Regions from separate parts of the Mus musculus genome. Here region 1 is linked to region 2. A link is a contact called in public Hi-C data. All regions are on one chromosome and are shown on one strand. The core of a region is the stretch at or near the end of the contact, and the rest is flanking DNA. Distances in the headings are between cores, read along the strand shown.

The links. Hi-C and Micro-C count contacts between places; a contact is called where the count stands out from the background.
Region 1: a contact with region 2 is called in a Hi-C map of liver, with 2.5 times the contacts expected there. The contact joins two enhancer-like sites. A contact is called at or near these places in 1 of 15 datasets of contacts at CTCF or cohesin (the NIH/3T3 cell line), 8 of 484 Hi-C or Micro-C datasets (bone marrow-derived dendritic cells, bone marrow-derived macrophages, cerebral cortex and 4 more) and 1 of 115 datasets of contacts at active chromatin or transcription factors (astrocytes).

What each region holds. Positions count from the first base shown.
Region 1 is chr15:64,447,310-64,450,159 of GRCm38.p6, reverse strand. No RefSeq gene overlaps it. Among named protein-coding and RNA genes, the nearest start is that of Gm46509, 55 kb to the left of the region's middle. Within about 2 kb of position 1,364, at least 42 of the 459 cell types and tissues checked have an H3K27ac peak or open chromatin away from gene starts, as enhancers often do. A contact at or near this core is called in bone marrow-derived macrophages and liver, where this site is marked.
Region 2 is chr15:64,162,569-64,165,278 of GRCm38.p6, reverse strand. The region is part of intron 9 of Asap1 (ArfGAP with SH3 domain, ankyrin repeat and PH domain1); the gene reads left to right. Among named protein-coding and RNA genes, the nearest start is that of Gm20717, 66 kb to the right of the region's middle. Within about 2 kb of position 1,433, at least 47 of the 459 cell types and tissues checked have an H3K27ac peak or open chromatin away from gene starts, as enhancers often do. A contact at or near this core is called in bone marrow-derived macrophages and liver, where this site is marked.

The sequences.
Region 1 (2,850 bases), core at 115-2,614, 280 kb before region 2:
TTCTGATGATGGTGAGTGGTCTTGATTTCTGTTAGTAGGATTCTTACGTTTGCCTTTCGCCATCTGGTAATCTCTGAAGCTAGCTGTTTTAGTTGTCACTGTTAAGAGCTTGTTCTTCAGGTGACTCTGTTAGCCTCTATAAGCAGACCTGGAGGGTAGCACTCTCCTTAGTTTCAGTGGGCAGAGTATTCTCTGCAGGCAAGCTCTCTTCTTGCAGGGCAGGTACCCAGATATCTGGTGTTCGAACCAGACTCCTGGCAGAAGTTGTGTTCCACTCACTAGAGGTCTTAGGATCTCGTGTGGAATCCTGTGTGGGCCCTTGCGGGTGTCAGGCGACTCCGCTGGCAAGGTAGCCTGGGGCTCGAGTGGAGTGGAAGGGGTTTGTGCCCCAGATCAAGCCCGGGTAGCCTGCTTCCCTATGTACCGCAGTCTCAGGTTCCGCGCGATTGGATTGGGGCAGGCGCTGTGTTCCACTCACCAGAGGTCTTAGGATCCCGTGGGGAGTCCCGTGTGGGCCCTTGCGGGTGTTGGGCAAGACTCTGCTGGCAAGGTAGCCCGGGGCTCGAGTCGAGGGGTTTTGTTTTATTGCATAGGAGGAGAGACAAGGGATTCCTCAACCCTAAGGTGTTTCCATCTCCAGGAGCTCATCACTGGGAAATCAATCAACCGGATGGACAAAAGCCATGTTGAGATCCTCTGCTTTGTTTGTTACTGCTGATTGGGCAATGAGGAGTTCTTAGAGACTGCTTGTTATTGTTATCGTAACTGCTCACTGCCTTGAAGTCCAAGTATCTCCCTTGCCAAAAAACAAAAACAAAAACAAAAACAAAAAACAAAAAACAAGAACAAAAAAACAAAAACAAACAAACAAACAAACAAAAAACCACCTACACTCACCTTCTACCCAGACCTGGCCAAGTTGGTGGATTGAGAACATCACACCACCCATAGGTCACTCCCCTAGATACCTTGACCAGCAACTGGTCAAGGCCAGTTGCTGAGCCAAATAAAAGGCTGGGCACCATTTCAAGCCAATGGCCAAACCTTGACACCCCAGCTCCATCTAATCAATGGTAACTTCCTAAAGAGGCAAAAGTTACCCAGTGAGACAGACATGGGTTCCAGTGTGCACTGTGAGTCGACCGGCTGTATGATCCTGAGCAAGTTCACTCTCGTGTTCACTGACCTTTAGTCACCCTCTCTCAAAATGTAAATGATAGTAACAGCACCTCTCTCAGAGATGGCTCAGAGACTTCAAATAAACTATGATGTAAAATTCTTAGCCTGGTGCTGGCACCCAGCAAGGCTTGGCTGCTTGTTGTTACAAAGTCCATTCAAGTGTTGTTGGCAACATGCAAGGGCTTTGTACTGGTTCCAGTGGATAATTATGCAAGGGCCAGGCATGTGGGTGTCTGGGAAAGCTTTGAGAAGACTGTGGCGCCTGGATAGTCTTGAAAACTGAGGTGTCTGCCAAGAACGGAAGAGCCAGGTGATGCATTCAGAGGGTGATAGAATATCCAAGTACCAGGAGTGAGAGGCATAGGGCAGAGCGATTGAACAGAACGGATGAGGCATAGCAGTAATGGGGAGCATCTTCAATGTAGTTCCAAGGAGCACAGACCTTATTCAAAGGGGCATGAAGAAACACAGAGGAGAGCAGAGTCATTGTGCTATTAGACTCTCATCTTAGAAAGGATCTATGGCCTACATGTTGGAAGAGGAGCCAGGAACCCACTGAGAAAATCTACACACAGCCAGGAAGGACAAGGAAAGGCTGCAGCAGGGAGAGGTGGGATGTTAACAGCCAGAATAGAAAAGAAAGCTGTTGCCATCCTCCCAGGGCTGTAGGGACCAGGTGACTTTGCATTATGCTTTATTTGGTGTAGAAAAGACTTCTATCTCTTCTCTCTTTCTCTGTCACCTTCTCTTTTTCCCCCCTTACTTTCTGTTCTACCAACCCCTTACTACTCCCCTCCCCATCCTGTTCTTTGAAGACTTGATCCAGTATCACATTTCTGGGATCCTGTACAAGAAAGAGACAGAAATAAAGTCACCAAAATGAGCTCCATGGGCAAATTCAACAAGGGTCTTGTGATGATTTCTTTCCTCCGTCCATCACTTTGAACCTTACTTTGCGAGCCACCTCTATAGCCAAAGAGCTCACAGCTGCCGAGTTGCAGCTTCAGTCACTCCTGGCAACACAGTTGCTCAGAGCCCTGCAGAACATAGTCTTAAGAACCAATGTACTAGCCAGACACAATGATAAATGCCTGTACTTAAGGGACTAAGGAGGCTGAAGATAAATAATTACAAGTTCAAGCCCAGCCTCCGCTATATAGTGTGACCCTGTCTCAAAGCAAATCAAAACAAAAGAGCCACTTTACCCTTACTGGTACAAGGCACAGAGCCTAGCTCTGTCAAAGCCATCAAGAAGGCTTCCCCAAAGCCCCTGTCTTGTCACCATATCCTCAGTATAAGCCATGATGTCTAGCACTCTAAGGGCACTCTGGATCATCTGCCCAAGAAGATCTGTCTTCAGGATAGGTCCTGATCCGTGTGTTAGTATGCTTTCTATAGCTGTGATGAATACCATGGCAAAAAGCAACTTCAGAGAAAAAGGTTTATTTCAAACTTATAGTCGACCAAGAAAGGAAGTCAGAGCAGAAACTCAAGTCAGGAAGCTACAAGGCAGGAACTGAAACAAGCCATGGAAATGCACTGCTTACTAGCTTGCTTATCATGGCTTTCTTAGCTTCCTTTTTTATGCAATCCATGACGACCTGTCCATGGGTAGCACCTCTCACTGGGGGCTGTGTCCTCCCGCATCAATCATTAGTCTAAAAGAAAAAA
Region 2 (2,710 bases), core at 184-2,683:
TTCAAATGCTATCCCGAAATTCCCCTATACCCTCCCCCGCCTGCCCTGCTCCCCTACCTGGCATTCCTCTGTACTGGGGCATATAAAGTTTGCAAGACCAAGGGGCCTCTCTTCCCAACGATGGCCGACTAGGCCATCTGCTACATATGCAGCTAGAGACACGAGCTCTGCGGGTACTGGTTAGTTCATCAGCCACCAAATGCAGACACTATTGCACATGCCTGCAAGATTTTGCTGAAGGGACCCTGATACAGCTGTCTCGTGTGAGGCTATGCCAGTGCCTGGCAAATACAGAAGTAGATGCTCACAGTCAGCTATTGGATGGAACACAGAACCCCCAATGGAGGAGCTAGAGGAAGTACCCAAGGAGCTGAGGGGGTCTGCAACCCTATAGGTGGAGCAACAATATGATTCCTGATTTTAACTTAAGATGGTATTTTTGTCTTGGATCAGCTTCGGGTGTTTTTTTGTTTTTGGTTTTTGTTTTTTTAAGAAACCTCTAATCTACAAACTTTTACCAAAAGAGATGAATCTCTGAATCTTCTGAATTGCAGCACTTGATGGCAAACCTTTACCTGATTTTAAGAGTCTCTCTTACTCCCCAACTCTGGATAGAAGAGTTTGAGGTCTCCATGCATGTGGGTCCCCAACAGAGAGCGCTTTGCAACCTGTGTGTAAGTTAGCCTCTGTGAGTAGAGTGAGAGCAGCATTATTTAAAGTGGATGCAGCCTGATGCTCCTTATTGCTTTGTTCTTTTCCTTTGTTCCTACCCATAGCCATTCACTGGCCTCCTTCCAAAGGCTAGGTGCTTTGCTAGGTTCTAGAGTTAGATTCAAACAGAGCTGCTTTCTGGGTGTTGTTGAGTGTTCCTGGCAGTCAGGTAGGTAACTGATAATCATAAGGTGTTCTATGACCTATACCATGGGTACCAAGAGGAGAGACTCCTGGAAAAGCTAAGGAGGGCAGTGGCTATATCTGAAAGAAGGTGGTGGCGGGACTTTGGATGGGCCTTGCAGGGCAGGTGGACTTTGAGATATGGTAACAGAACAGAGCCTTTCACTAGAGCCCAGAGAGATTGGCAGAAGGACAGATCCACAGGACAAGCTCCTTAAGAGGTGAGGTTCTGAGCCTTAGGTAGCCAGGTTGACTGATTCTAGGCTTTGTCTCTAAGTTGCCCTATTGTTGGAAGGAAGAAGCTAGGGAGGTTGTCTTCTAGAAATTCTTCCTGCTATCCTAGTCCCTCCCAACCCATATTTAATATGCAGAGTGTAGCCCTGTAAAGCAGTGTCTACTCAAGTCTTTATTTTAAAGATTTCTTCTGAGCTCCAGTTCCAGTTCCCAAAATAGTTTTCAGTACACCCAGCTAGCACTCACCAGGGAGTTTGCTGCATAATGCTTTGGGGAATCACAGCACCTCAGTACGGATCTAGTGTTTACATTGGAAAGAGAGCAGAAACGAACTGTCCCTACCTGTTCCAACTCACCCACATTGCTGCTCACTCACCATGAACATTGCCAATAACATCCTGCTTTCAAAACAAACCGCCCACTCCCTTTACTATGGGATTGATTGTGATCTGCAGAGATAAGAGCATTTACAAGCAGGACTCTTTCATCATAACAGATTATACTAACAAGTAACAGCTCCCAGGAACTGCTGGACAGCCCAGAACGTCTAGACTCACTGGTTTTCACATGTGGCGGTTTCCCTTCTATATCACAGAGTCAGGACACTTTAATTCAGAATTCAGTAGCTTGTCTACAGGGGCATTTGTTTAGTAGATGCTTAATCATGTCAGTACTGACAGAGTAACCACAGAGCCCAAGGGAAATTAGACATCAAAATCAAAGCTCTGTTCATGAAAAGATATTGAGAGAAAAACAGGAAGCCAGTCCACTGAGTGGGGTAAAGCGTCTGTAAGTCACTTCCCTAATAAAAGCTGAGAGTTCTGATGTATACAGAATACAACGACAAAAGGGCACTCCAAGTTTTTGACTGGGCAAAGAGTTTGAATAGCCATTTTTCTGAAGGAGATATATAATTGGAAAGTATCACATGATAAAATATTCAGCATCATTAATCATTAGGGACGTACAAATAAAAATAAGAAGTGAGACACCATTTCATACCCCCTGGGCAAGCTGTAATTAAAATAACACAAATAGAAAGTAAGCTTTGGCTGGGCAGTGGTGGCGCACGCCTTTAATCTCAGCACTTGGGAGGCAGAGGCAGGCGGATTTCTGAGTTTGAGGCCAGCTTGGTCTACAGAGTGAGTTCCAGGACAGCCAGGACTAACAGAGAAATCCTGTCTCAACCCCTCCCCCCCAAAAAAGAAAGAAAGTAAGTTTTGGACAGGCTATGAAAAACAGGAAACCCATTTATCACTATTAGAAACATAAGGTAGTACAATTGTTTGTAAAAGTTATAAAATAAATCCCCAGAAGAGCCAAACAGGGGTATATAAACAGAAGTATATGCATGAAAATTGCATAACTATTATTTACAGTACTTGGAAACATATATACCTATCAAGTTAAACAAATATTCATCCAGCAGAATAGTATTCAGCCAGGCAAAAGAATGAAATATTGGTACATACTTCAACATAAATGAACATATAAAACGTTATGCCAGATACAGAACACCACATAACAGATTGCATGTATGTGTATTGCGAACTCTCTAGAAAAGGTGATCCATAGAGTCCTC